Regions from separate parts of the Zea mays genome. Here all the other regions are linked to region 1. Evidence: chromatin contacts called from public Hi-C data. All regions are on one chromosome and are shown on one strand. Each heading gives the region's core, a stretch centred on a gene start, on an enhancer-like site or on the middle of the called end of the contact. The rest is flanking DNA. Distances are from core to core; before and after follow the strand shown. Region 1 holds the start of LOC100193911 (Golgi apparatus membrane protein-like protein ECHIDNA). Region 2 holds the start of LOC100282195. Region 3 holds the start of LOC100282056.

Region 1 (4,494 bases), core at 1,319-3,818:
TCCATCTCTTCGGGCGATTAGTCCCTTTCTTGAAGAGAACGACTCCGATACCAATTGAGAACACCTAGAGGGGGGTGAATAGGTGATCCTGTGAAAACTTAAAACTTAAAGACACAAAACTTGATTAAGAGTTAGCACAATGAAATGAAGTGGCTAAGGAGAGCTCTTGTGAAACACAATAGACACAGTGAGAACAAACACAAGAGACACGAGGATTTATCCCGTGGTTCGGCCAAGTATAACACTTGCCTATTCCACGTTGTGGCGTCCCAATGGACGAGAGTTGCACTCAACTCCTCTCAAGTGATCCAATGATCAACTTGAATACCATGATGTTCTTCTTTCTTTACTCTTTTCCCATTTGTGAGGAATCTCCACAACTTAGAGTCTCTCGCCCTTACAATAAGGATCAAAGTGAAAGCACTAGAGTAAGGGAAGGAAGCAACACACACAAATCCACAGCAAAACGCACACACACAACCAAGACTTGAGCTCAAATGAATAGCACAAAGTTCACCACTAGAACGGAGCTCAAATCACTAAGAATGTCAATCGAGTGCGCAAAGACGGAGTGTGAATGATCAAGAATGCTCAAAGTATGCTTGGTGTACTCCTCCATGTGCCTAGGGGTCCCTTTTATAGCCCCAAGGCAGCTAGGAGCCGTTGAGAGCAATTCAGGAAGACTATCCTTGCCTTGTGTCGGGTGGTGCACCGGACAGTCCGGTGCACCACCGGACACTGTCCGGTGCTGATTTCTTTCCTATTCTGGCGCAGCCGACCATTGAAGATTTGGAGCCGTTGGCGCACCGGACAGTCCGGTGCCCCCATCAGACAGTGGGCTCGGCTACGCTCACGCGCGGATTGCGCGGCCGACCGTTGGCGCAGTCGACCGTTGGCTCACCGGACAGTTCGGTGATTTTTAGCCGTACGCCGCCGATGAAATCCCGAGAGCGGCCTTTTCACCAGAGCCAGCCTGGCGCACCGGACAGTCCGGTGCACCCAGACTGAATAGTAGTTGGCTGTACACAGCCAACTCTTTTTTCCTTTTGTCTTTTCTCTGATTCTAGCACTTAGACACATATGTTAGTACACAAAAACCAATGTACTAAGTCTAGAATCATACCTTTGTGTTGATTTGCACTTCTTCCACCATTTGGCATAGTTTCATACTTAAACCATTTGTGTTGGCACTTGATCACCAAAATACTTAGAAATAGCCCAAGGGCACATTTCCCTTTCACTAACGTGTCCGACAGAGAGGTGCCTGAGCCCTGTGTACATGCCAACGTGGCTGTCGGAGAGGTGCTAGAGCCCTGTGTACGCGGTAACGTGGCCGTCGGAGGAGCGCTTGAGCCCTATAGAAGCACAGCTGTCAGGGCTGCTGGGATCTTGCTGACGTCTCCTTGCTTCCGTAGAGGGCTGAGAACCACCGTCGTCATGGACGCACGCGGGGAGCCATCATTACTTGTTACCGGGGCGAGCCTGGATGGGACGCCGGTCTTGTTCCCCCGTAGCCTGAGCTAGCTAGGGGTAGGGTAATGATGTATCCCCCGTAGCGTGGTCGGTCCGAGCTCAAGGTCGGGCGAGGCGGAGACTCCTCCTGAGGCCGAGGCCGGGGTCGGGCGAGGACGCGATTCCTCCGAGGTCGAGGTTGAGGCCGAGCCCTAGGGTCAGGCGAGGCGGAGACCACCGTCCGAGGCCGAGGCCCAAGGTCGGGCGAGACGGAGCTTCCTGTTGCGCCTTGGCTGTTGTCAGCCTCACCCTGGCGGGTGGCACAACAGTCGGAGCGGGGCAGGCGACGCTGTTTTCCTGTCAGGTCGGTCAGTGGAAGGGCGAAGTGACTGCGGTCACTTCGACCCTGCCGACTGAGGCACGTGTGTCAGGATAAGGTGTCAGGCGATCTTCGCATTGAATGCGCCTGCGATACGGTCGGTTGGAGGGGCGATTTGGCCAAAGTTGCTTCTCGACGAAGCCTGCTCGAGCTGGGGTTTGGGCGAGTCGAGGGTGCGCCCGTTGCTTGAGGAGGCCCTCGGGCGAGGCGAGAATTCGTCTGGGACTACAGTTCCCGCCCGAGGCTGGGCTCGGGCGAGGCGAAATCACGTCCCTTGAGTAGACGAAGCCTTAATCTGAACCGTGCCCATCAGCCTTTACGGTTTGTGCCGATGGTGGTTACCAACCGTGTTTAGGAGTGTTGGGGGTACCCTTAATTACGGTACCCGATACCGTGCGTTCATAAAAATTATTATGCGAAGAGCAGAGTCAATCAATAAAAAACCTTGAAATCTTTTTAGTGGATATGTTATATAAATGTTATTATGAGCCGTCGCAATGCACGGTCAACTGAATAGTTTGTTTTGAAACTTGAGAAACAACTAACTCAACACTTCGGATGGATGGGTAAAGGGCTAAAGGCAGCCCAAAATACTTGCACTTGCTGATGCCACGCTACAGTCGAGTTCGGGCCGGCCAAAAAGTGTCGAAGTGTTTCTTGGCCCGACCCGATACTTCCTGTCAAAACGGCAGGGCCGGACTGGACTCCCTGCAGGCCTTGCATTTTTTGCTCCGCTTTGCCTTCCCCGATTACGCTCCCTCGCTACTCGCTAGTCGCCACGCTCGCCAGGTTCTCGCGTTGCCCCCGCGTCTCTCTTCTCGTTGCGACGACTGGGCGATCGCTGCCGCCCCGGCGCCCCCGCCGCCAGGTGCCAGGTTGTCGCCGGGCCCTTCGCCGGCGATGAGCACCCAACAGGTACCCCATACCTCTTCTCTTGTCTTCCATTCCTTCTGTGCGAAACTGAGCGCCCAAACCCTAACTGAAGCTATTTACATTCGGATCTGTTATATCATGTAGTATCATGCATAACATTTCTTTTGTTTTGTTGCAAAAATTATCGTGTGTGAATGTGTACACCCATGTTGTTCTTCACTGGATCCGCCCTGTTGCAGGAGGTTACCGAGAACTACGCAAATCCTAAGACATGCTTCTTCCATGTTCTCTTCAAGGTACACATGGCTACAGTTTCTGATCTTATATGCACCAGAACTGTGGTTAGGTTTTAGCTGATTCTGATTGTTTCTCCCTGAAGGCATCGGCATTGGCGTTCTACATACTGTCCACACTGTTCGTGAACAACTTCGTCATCATCTTTGTCATCACTGTGCTCCTCGCAGCACTTGACTTCTGGGTCGTGAAGAATGTCAGCGGAAGGATACTGGTTGGGCTGCGGTGGTGGAATGAGATTAACGATGAGGGAGAGAGTGTCTGGAAGTTTGAGTGCCTTGATGGAGAGGTTTGAATTTGGCAATTTACATTCTTGTTTTTCCTTTTTTGCCTGTTTTGGTCCAGCTGTGCACACAAAATATTCAATTAGCCCTTTTGTTGCAGTCCCTGGCTAGGATGAATAAGAAGGACTCATGGCTGTTCTGGTGGACTCTATATCTGGCTGTAAGTGCTGTAGAGGCCACTATTTATTATTATATATTCTGGTAGGAATAATAAGTAGTACTATTAGAAGTTTCATGTTGCTTGAAGTATTGCTGAATGTACATCTATACTAGTATACTCAGACGACATGCAGTTAGTTTCTTAGGGAAGTAACAATGAGATGAGGAGCCTATGTAAAATAACACCCACCTACAAGGAATTCTATGAACTCAGTAGAAGCATGCAAGATTCCTCCACATAGAGTTAGTGAGAGTATTGACAATTACTCATGTATATAAACTATAAGGCACTACATGCATTTCTTACTTGCTGCTGTTATTAAAATGGATATGAATGCATAGGCTCATAGGAATTCTGGGAGACGTTGGTTGTAATTTTGTAAGTGTGTGGTTATTGTAAACTTTATTTCCTTTGAGTGTTGATACCGCGAAAGGGTCTCTAGCTGAGTTGGTTAGGTGGTCTGAGTAGCACTCCTTAGGTCCTGACTTTGACTCCCCATGGGAGCGAATTTCAGGCTGTGGTTAAAAAAATCCTCTCGTCTGTTCCACGCCAAAGCACAAGTCTAAGGCCCGGTCCCGGTCTTGGTCGTTTTTCACATGGGCTACGGTGCCGCTGTGTATGAGTGGGGCAGGGGTTCAGGGGTTTTCTCGACCTGCATGAGGTCTTCTTAATATAATGCCCGGGGGCTGTCTTATCCCCGCAGATCAAGTTTTTTTAGTGTTGGTACCCCTGAAGTTACCCTTCACCAGGAAAAGGGGCTGAATCTAGGTGTGCACAGATGTGTGATCAACTCATAGTATTAGATACATGTCTTCAGTTGAATATATTTCTCTGTACCTGTATCCTGTGGGATAACCATTCAAAAACGAGCAGAGTATTTAATATAGTATCAATATGTGGATGTTTTCCATGCATGCTGCTAAACCAGCTGTACATTTAACTCTTCTTTCATATACAAACTGTAGATTGAAAAAATGTGAAAATTAATGTTTCCTTGATATATAATTGCAATGGATGGAATGTAACATGAATTAAATGAGGTAGCATGGCAA
Region 2 (4,913 bases), core at 170-2,669, 550 kb after region 1:
ATTAGCTAATAGTTAGCTAGTTATTTGTTAGCTATCTAATTCTATTAGCAATTTTTAGCCAACTAAGGGCCTGTTTGGGCGGAGGGCTCCCAAACCGGCTCCAGCTCTGGCTCTTGGATGAGCCTTCCCAAACGGTCTAAAAAAAGAGCTGCCAACAAAGAGCACGGAGAAGTCGAAGCCATTTTTATAGAGAGGAGCCAAAGCCAAAAAATTGGCTCCTAGCGGCTCCTCCTCTCACTCCCCTTCTCTCACGTTTAGAGGAGTCATTTTGCCAAATGATTTATTAAAAAAACACTGGCTTCTATAGAGTTGTTCTTCAAAAGAAGTCAGAGCCAAAGTCAGTTTTAGAGGGCTGGAGGTGTACCAAATGAAGCCTAATTATTAGATTTAGTGCATTCAAACAGTGGCGGACGTAGGACCAAAATTCAGGGGGGCCAAAAAGACCACATGAGAGACATGATTTTCTAGTCCGTCGACCGCATGGGACAAGTCATATCGTTGCGACGAGCGAGATATAGCTTGTCGAGCGGATTGACGTCACGGTAAAAACAGAAAGGGACGGAGGCGGTAGGAAGGGGCGAAGTCGGGTGACGTCGCATCGGGAATGGGTCGGTGGCGGAAACGGGGCAGCGAGCAGACTGGTTTAGGTGGTGTCGGGAAGATTAGAGTTAGACTGGTAGATGCAAGGACTGGACCGAGAGGATCCGGCGAGCAGGCTCATAACATGGTTGTTTTATGCCATGTTCTAAACCTCTAGAGCTAACTGTTAACTAGTTTTAGCTAGGTTGGGGCATCTAACAACTAATACTTATTTAAGGGCTATAGCTAACAATTAGTTGATCCATTCTAAACCTTTCGACTAATTTTAGTAACTAGCTATTAGTTTTAGAGATTTAGAAAGACTTTAAACTATTTAAAACTTTGATTTTTTTCTACACTTAATACTAAATAATCATTATACATAAAAGGGTGTACAAAATTGAGAGAGGGCCATGACCCACTTTGCCCCCTATGGATCCGCCTCTGCATTCAACTCATGTTTATTAGTATTAGTCTGTATATTTTATAACATTAGCCCATGACGAGGCCCAAAGGAACACGACGTCCACGGGCCATATCGCGCCGCTGCAAATTTATTTTTGGCAGGTTCCGTTCTGGGGTGCCTGCCAAAGTCCGTCGTCGACCCGGCCACGCCTAGCCAAGAATGCCCTCAACGAAAATGAAATGAAACCAAATCTTGATCCTTGGGAGCTGCTACTGCGACCATTTCAAGGATACTTTACTGACTACGGTCACGCAGTTGCAGGCAGCCGTCAGTGGAAGATTCCCTCGGCTAGACCGCTAGAGTGCAGCGGCAGCAAATAAAAATCGTTTATGTTATCCGGCCGGCGGCTCACATGCGGCAACACCACCCAATCCCCCCAACAACCCGTGCCTGCCGTGATCCTTCCGACGCCGTTCCCCGGCCACCTCCACCGCCAATGGCAGGCGCCATCCGCTTCACATGACCTCACTGTTACACGGCTCGAGCTGCCTAGCTGTGGCTGTGAGCCCCTTCTACCTTCTTGGCTGTTTGCTAGCTAGAGGCCGAGAACGAAGCCAGCCCCGTTTTCTGATCCTTCGCACAGTGGCGCTGCACGTGCCTCTCTCGATCTGTCGCCTTCTCCTCTTCTTCGCCTTGTACCGTCTGCTGAGCAGTGAGCACGGAACAAGATCGAACCACGGCCTCACATACTCGCGCATATGGCGACAATGGCAGGGCGTCTTGTTGCCCGGACGTCGTCCTCCTCGGCCAAGCGCCAGCGGTTCAGCTCCGCTGTTCTCCTCCTCGCTCTCTTCCAGAGCTCGTGGTGCTACGACGACGCGGCGGCGACGACGACGGTGGATTACGGTTACAACAACGAGCACGAGGCCGACCGGGTGGCGTTCCTCCCCGGGCAGCCGAGGAGCCCTCCGGTGTCGCAGTTCGCCGGGTACGTCACCGTGAACGAGCGCAACGGGAGGGCGCTCTTCTACTGGTTCTTCGAGGCCCAGACGTCGCCGGCGCACAAGCCTCTCCTACTCTGGCTCAATGGAGGTTCTTGCCTTCCACTCTTAGAAAACCCTGATCAATTACATTGAATTGTCCTACGAAATGTTTTCTGCATTCTTCAGGAAAGTTAATAATACTAATATTTCTGCATAACATGCAGGACCTGGTTGCTCGTCCGTTGGGTACGGAGCTGCTTCTGAGTTGGGGCCTCTCAGAGTCAACAGACACGGGGCAGGGCTTGAGTTCAACAATTTTGCGTGGAACAAAGGTGCCTGCACCAATTTCTCCTCTCTTTTTTTGGCTGGCTAAAGAAGAGCGCAATATAACCAAGTGAAACTGACCCCTCCTTTGCTGCACCTTCCACTGCTCTTGCCAGAGGCCAACTTGCTCTTCCTAGAGTCTCCTGCTGGGGTTGGCTTCTCCTACACCAACACATCATCCGACCTCACCAAACTGGATGATGCTTTCGTAGGTAGTTTCAGTGTTCTTTAGAGAGTAATGTGTTCACTGCATCATTGTTTTAGAAATGTTTTAAGATGCGTGCGTGGTGTCATTTTTGTTTTCACTTTTGCAGCTGAAGATGCATACAGCTTCCTAGTAAATTGGCTCAAAAGGTTTCCGCAGTATAGGAGCCACGAATTTTATATCTCCGGGGAGAGCTACGCAGGTAATTCATGCCATGATGAGCTTACCAATAATTGTTTCCTGATTGCCAACAAAGAACGATGTAGTATATGATTTTTGCACATAACGAAACATAGTTTCCTGATTGTCAACACCGTTAGAGGTTGCATGGAATATTAGCAAGCCCACTGGCCATGAGCCCATGATATCCTTCTTTTTCTCAGCCCATCAGTCATAAAGAATTCTGAATGAATGCAGGTCACTATGTGCCACAACTTGCTGAACTTGTCTATGACAGGAACAAGGGCAACACCAACACACACATCAACCTTAAAGGTTTCATGGTGAGAATCTAGAGAAAGCATCCTTTGACACACCAACTGTTTGGTGAAAGTCGCTCGATCTGTGACGCTGACAAAACAGCCTATTTTTAACATCTTGGGTTGTCCCAATACAGGTCGGTAATCCACTAACTGACGACTACTACGACTCAAAGGGGCTGGCTGAATATGCTTGGAGCCACTCAGTAGTGTCAGACGAAGTTTACGAGCGCATCAAGAAGGTCTGCGACTTCAGGGTCTCAAACTGGACCGATGACTGCGATACAGCGATGAGCGCCGTGTTCAGCCAGTACCAGGAGATCGACATCTACAACATCTACGCGCCCAGATGCAACCTCCCTCCGTCGTCAGCTGCACTTGCACTTGCTGTTGACAAGGCAGTCGTAGCCAACAGACAGGTGAGCCGTGAGCGGCTGTCAGTGTCAGCTCGATGTGCACGCTCTGTTCTGGTTTCTCAACTCCTGACGTTTTTTTTTTGTTCTTACGTGGTAGGAACATTTCAGGCGAAGGATCAGGATGTTCTCCGGATATGACCCGTGCTACTCTTCGAACGCGGAAAAGTACTTCAACGATGCAGGTGTGCAGACGGCATTCCATGCGAATGCCAGTGGAGCTCGGAAATGGGAAGTTTGCAGGTGAATCAGCCTCAAACTGTTGTGAAAAATGATTTTAAATTGTACTCGTATTTGATTGAAAAGTGAACAGTGTAGTAATTGGGAAAGGGATGGCATGGTTTTACTTTATACAGTTTATTAGGAGAAATTCGGCAGAGATAGGCGACATGAATAATGTGAATCTGACTTTTTTTTTGTAATTTCATTTTCGTGTACCGTGCAGTGATTCAATTTTGAGGTCATACAATTTCTCGGTGCTTTCTGTCTTACCAATCTACTCTAAGCTCATCAAAGCAGGACTGAGAGTGTGGCTCTACAGGTAATGATTTCTCTGTCCTCCTATTGGTAAATAAAGACTGCACCTTGTTCTGACTTATCCATGAACAGCCATCTCACTCTGGGAAACCACACTTGCTGAACCTTTCTGAAACATAATACTGTACCTCTGATCTGCAGTGGGGATGCAGATGGTAGGGTCCCGGTGATCGGATCGCGGTATTGCGTGGAAGCCCTGGGCCTGCCTGTCAAGACGCAGTGGCAACCATGGTACCTGAACAAACAGGTCAAAATTTCTGACTGTTTTTCAACTGTTACCGTGATACTGTTGTCAGTCTTGTATTGTCGTACCACTAACACGGAGGAGATGTGCGAATATTTTGTAGGTTGCGGGCAGATTTGTGGAGTACCATGGCATGACGATGGTGACGATCAGAGGAGCAGGGCATTTGGTGCCTCTCAACAAACCTGCAGAAGGGCTCGCACTCATCGACACATTCCTTCAGGGCAAACAGCTTCCCACACACAGATGACAAGAGTACTTAGGGTTGTGATTGTGATGAGGGTTATTGTTTTCAAAAAAAAAATCAAGGATTGGACAAACTATGTGCCCCACACACACGGGCTAATCAGTAAGGATTTCATTTCCAGTTTCTGCATAAATTGGGTTGGCTACAAATAGAGCTGCGGTCTGAAATACAATTTTCAGCTTACATAAAAAATATTAAATGAATAAGTATGATAAAACCAAATGGAACCCTTAAATCAGTGTCCTAAGAACCGGACTGCGCCTTGATTCAATAATACCTTTCTTGTGAAATATTGAATTTCTCCTGTAAATATTTAGGTCTCCCTCTTTCATTTCATTAAAGAAGGTGTCTAAGGAGCCATACATTATGGATAGAATTGCAGATAGACTCACTGGTTGAAAAGCCAACCTCCTCACCAAGGCTGAGCGAAAAGTGTTGGTTTAAGTTTAAACTGACTGCAATCTCCTATGTCTTCGTTAGACAGTTTTGGTTTCTA
Region 3 (4,746 bases), core at 527-3,026, 880 kb before region 1:
CTAATAAGATGCCCAAACCTGCAATGACAAAGCTCAGTACAACAGAAAAACAAAAGAAAAATAAACCAACAAATGTGAGTAATAGTTGTTTATGAACTTAGCAGCATTTAGGTCGCCTTGTGAAATATCTGCTGATTGGATTTTTTACAGTTCTCTTTACCTTTTGGGATATATATTCTTTTCTGTAGAATTGGATGACTGTTCTAGGCCTTTCACCAAGCAAGGCACATAGTGTCGATCAAGGATCCAAAAATGGGCTACAACAGACACAACATGAAATGAGCGAGGATGCTAAAAAACTTGCAGCCAAGGCCCTTGCAGCTGCCAAAAATGCTGCTGCTGTGGCATCTGGACGAGGGAAAGTGGAGGTAATCCAAACTGTCAGCATCACGAAGCCTTTATTTTTGTTATTATTACATAATGTAAAATAAAACTTGCTAAAAAATTGTAACAGAAAATGGTTTATATGTAGCTGGACTCTTTTTGCATGTCTAGTGCATTTTCATGTTCATTTTATTTAAATAATTTTTACTGCGACTGGTTTCATAAAATTTTTAAACATAAAAAAAATAGTAGCACAAAAACGTGGTCACTCCCTGGAATTATAGTTCTGGATATAGATGGCAAAGCTCGACTGCTTTTGCAATATGTTTGTAAGCTTTAATATCAGAATGCTGAACAACTGGTACTCTTCACACGATCCAACAGATCACTGAGGTAAGGGACTTTGCTGGGAAGGACATCGAAATCAAGAAACTGGTTGATGCTAATTCAAAGGAGGCAATCGAGAAGGCCAGGGCAGGTGGTGCCGCCCCATCAGCTGTCGATAACATCCTAGAGCAAATACGGAAGAAGCAGAAGCTGAGCGTCCTGGACAAGACGAAGAAAGACTGGGGAGAGTACAAGGAAGAGAACCGGGGCTTGGGGGAAGAGCTGGACGCCTACAAGAAGAGCTCGAACCAGTACCTTGACAAGCAATCATTTCTGCAGCGAACCGATTACCGCGAGTTTGAGCGCGAGCGGGATGCCCGGCTGTCAATGATGGCCAAGCGGAGGACAGATACGCGGGAGGACTGAAATGTTTCCCTGTAACTCCGTTGTAGACATTCTTTCGAGATAATGGTAGACACTAAATTGTCAATGCCTTCCAGCCCCGTTAAATCTTCTTTTTTAGAATTATAATGTGCTGATTATAATTTACAAAGATGCACCGTGCATGTGCGTAAATTGCATCTGGTGGTTTTGGCAAACATTTCTGAGCTGCATAAAATGCAGTCATGATTGGATATTTCTGAAACCGGGAAACTTTGACGAACCAGCAGCACTAAGCTCTGAAAGCTCGAAAAACTAATGATGTTGGTTAGAATACCATAGATGATTTGGTCAAACAGTAAGATTTCCTTTCTATATATTTTGGCATAAGAAAAATGAACGACCGTGCTTTCGATGTGTTGAATAATTTTATCTGTTGATCATCCGTCATGTGAATCAGTGAGTGGATGACAAGATGCGGCAGACGTCGATAGTGTCCATGAGCCGGCCTGACGATAAGAACGAGTGTCCGTGCTTTCGCTAGTACGCCAAAGCTGCTCGCATCAGTGATCAGATCACTGATCAGTCAGTTTAGTGGAACCTGAAAACTCGGGCCGAGGCGCCAGCCAAGTGCTCTATGCAGCTAATGAATAGCCAATAGGCCCATTGAATATTATTCTTGTGGTCGCCGGGAGACAGCGGCTGCCCAACCATATAACTGTAGGGGAGACTAGGAGAGCAGGAGTACATTACAACCGCGCGCGGAGCACGCGGTCACAGAAGAGAGACGACGGAGAGCAGCCATGGCCGCAGGAGCCGCGTTGTACTACCACCCAGGCGCCGGGAAGGTGAGCCTCGAGGCGGTCGTCCCGTCCTCTCCGTCGCTGGCCCTGAGGCTATCGCAGAGCAAGGTGCTGTGCGTCAGCAGCAGCCGGTGGTGGATGAGGCGAAGATGGGAGGGGAAGGCGAGCAGCGTCAGCAGCAGGGCAAGGGCAAGAGCAAGCGCAAGGCCTGCCTTGTTCTCCCCTGTGGCCATGGACTGGCAGGAGTGCACGTACGTTTCCTCTTCTTCTTCTTCTTCCTAGGTGCTCGAGTTTCTCGGTTGATTTGGTATAGCCTAGTTTTGACCTGTGCCACCCATTGTTACCGCGTACTGATTCGCTTGGAGAAATTTCCCCTTTTCCCTAGATGATTGAACTACTTTGCTTGTTGATCAGAAGCCAATGTTTGCTTGAAGGGGAGTCGAGTTATTTGCCCAATGAATTTTATAATGGGCACAAACTGGGAATTCGGGTGAAATGTAGTATTGACGTCTCCGAACGGTGGTCCATTGAGTGATGAAGAGCTTGTGTAATATCCCGATGAGTATTTCTCATGGCGGACACAAGAAATGCTGGTTTGCATTGGATAAGACTGGATTTTGTAGGGCCCAGGTTGTGGATGATTCTTATACCAGATTCCATATATGTGACACCCAGAAAACCCTCCAAGTATGCTAATTAGTGCTATAAATGTTGATCTGTATGTACTTGCAATGGCCAAGGCTTATAAATCCGACCATATTGTACCTTGCTTTTATAGTTATAGGTGACTGCTGAGTACTGGATTGTGCATGAGTCTTGATAAAAATCCTCCAAAAACAGTAAACTCGTACCAGAGTCTCCTTGTATTTGAAAACATCAGCAAACGGCATCACCAGTGAATGGCTTGCTGAACTTACCTGCTTAACGTTTCATATATTCTGTTCATTCATCAATTTTTCCCTAATTATGATTATGTGACTGATTGTTGCCTTCAAGGAACAGTACCGAGCTTGAAGTTGATGTTCCATGCTCGGTGGCCTATCAGTGTTACTCAGAACGGGAGAGTATTCCTCAGTGGATGCCATTCATCTCGTCTGTCAAGGTAATTGTCAAGATGTAGTAAATACTACCCTTATTTCTCAGTGGTGAAGCTAGAGCAAACTAGAGGGGTATAGGGTACTCTTGCCTCTTGGGTGCATTTGCGGTGAAAGTTTAGACAAAATCACTGTTTTGACATTTTTAGGGAGATGCATTTGTGCCCCTACTCATCAAAGCAGCTATAGGGATTTTTCCTTCTCGTACTACATGCAATATTGTCTGATCAGATATGATCATAAATGCAAGGGTATGCTTGCGCAGAGGCATTGGGTATCATGGAATAAGTCTTGAGCATCTAGAGGACAGCAGTCGCTTTTGACTGTCCTCTGTAATCCTTTAGCATCTAGAGGACAGCTTAACTGTCCTCTGTAGTCTCTTTAGCATCTAGAGGACATCAGTCGCTTTTTGACTGTCCTCTGTAGTCTCTTTAGCATCTAGAGGACAACAGTCGCTTTTGACTGTCCTTTGTAGTCTCTTTAGCATCTAGAGGACAATCCTGTTGTGTAGTGTGTGTGAGAAGGTGTGGTAGTGCAGCCTCTAGGGCTATAAATATGGGTCTCCAACCCTTACATGGGTATGACATTCTGTAGTGTTTGAGGAAATAAACAGAAAAATTGCCCAACTCATAGTGTCATCCTCTTGATGAGAGTTAAAGTCCCTCTACTTGCAATTGGTATCAGAGCCAAACTATCCTGCAGCCTAAACATCTCTTGCTCATCTCCTTCCCGCGCCTCTCCCCACACTCAGTCGGCAGCAAGAGCTTCAACTGTTCCTTCCTCTCCTGATCAGACGAGCAACCTTTCGTCTGAGATAGCCTCTTCCACACGCAGCGACCCCTCACTAGCCCACCATGTCCCTACGCTCGGTCACTTCGAGTGCCCGGCGCCAGCAGGAAGCCGAGGTCGCCGCGACACAAGAACGAGAGCGAGCAGCAGCGGCGAGGGCAGCACGGCTGGCGGCAGCGGAACTGGCAGCAGCGAGAGCGGAAGTAGAAGCAGCGGAGGCGGCGGATGATGCACGTGCGGCGGCAGCAGAGCTTGAGGTTCTGCGCGGCAGTAGAGCTGGCAGCTCTGCTTCTGTCGACGACAACACCGATGAAGAGCTTAGGCTGGCGAGGGAAGCAGCGCGAGAGCAGGCGGCACAGTGGGCAGCCGCGCATCCCCATGGGGGCACGCGTGGCGGCAGCCCAGATAGGCGCCGACGCGCTGACGGGGCTCCGGGCGAGGGCGCACGCGGCGGCAGCCCAGCCGGGCGTAGATGCGCCGGCGGTGCTCCCGGCGGCGACGACCGAGTCGACGGAGATCGCGGCCTCTACAGGCGGCGCGACTCTCCTTCCCCGGATCGGTACCATGGTCGCCGCATGGCCCAGGCCATTGTTAGGGACATCGGTCCCGGCGGTGGGTGGCCTACCCTCACCAAGACCAACTACGTCGAGTGGGCCGCGGTGATGAGGGTACGGCTCCAGGTTCGCCACATGTGGGAAGCAGTTCGGTACGGCGACGTCGACTACCACGAGGATCGGCGGGCGCTGGATGCCCTCATTGCTGCAGTCCCGTCCGAGATGCAGTTTTCGCTTTCCCAGAAGCGAACTGCAAGGAGGCCTAGGACGCCATCGCTGCGACCCGCATCGGCAGCGACCGTGCCCGCAAGACCACACTGCAGGCACTTCGCAAGGAGTGGGAGAACCTGGCCTTCAAGCCAGGTGAGGATGTTGATGACTTTGCTCTCCGCCTCAACACTCTGTTGCAGAAGATGGTGCAGTTCGGCGACGACACATACGATGAGGAGAGAGCCGTTGAGAAGCTTTTCCGTT

Evidence for each region. Hi-C and Micro-C count contacts between places; a contact is called where the count stands out from the background.
Region 2: a contact with region 1 is called in a Hi-C map of ear, with 3 times the contacts expected there. The contact joins the promoter of LOC100282195 here to the promoter of LOC100193911 in region 1. A contact is called at or near these places in 5 of 25 Hi-C or Micro-C datasets (bundle sheath, ear, leaf and 2 more).
Region 3: a contact with region 1 is called in a Hi-C map of ear, with 4 times the contacts expected there. The contact joins the promoter of LOC100282056 here to the promoter of LOC100193911 in region 1. A contact is called at or near these places in 2 of 25 Hi-C or Micro-C datasets (ear and tassel).

The regions. Positions count from the first base shown.
Region 1 is chr3:61,250,895-61,255,388 of Zm-B73-REFERENCE-NAM-5.0, forward strand. LOC100193911 (Golgi apparatus membrane protein-like protein ECHIDNA) reads left to right here and starts at 2,569. Exons shown (of 6, transcript NM_001138983.1): 1 at 2,569-2,746; 2 at 2,944-3,000; 3 at 3,084-3,287; 4 at 3,383-3,442. The coding sequence starts at 2,732.
Region 2 is chr3:61,801,059-61,805,971 of Zm-B73-REFERENCE-NAM-5.0, forward strand. LOC100282195 reads left to right here and starts at 1,420. Exons shown (of 10, transcript NM_001155107.2): 1 at 1,420-2,077; 2 at 2,193-2,300; 3 at 2,409-2,504; 4 at 2,607-2,699; 5 at 2,915-3,000; 6 at 3,114-3,395; 7 at 3,490-3,632; 8 at 3,835-3,930; 9 at 4,068-4,173; 10 at 4,274-4,603. The coding sequence starts at 1,744. The coding sequence ends at 4,420.
Region 3 is chr3:60,369,073-60,373,818 of Zm-B73-REFERENCE-NAM-5.0, forward strand. LOC100282056 reads left to right here and starts at 1,777. Exons shown (of 7, transcript NM_001371820.1): 1 at 1,777-2,086; 2 at 2,838-2,937. The coding sequence starts at 1,836. It overlaps LOC100282347 (craniofacial development protein 1), which reads left to right. Exons shown (of 6, transcript NM_001155259.1): 4 at 1-74; 5 at 189-368; 6 at 709-1,372. The coding sequence ends at 1,077.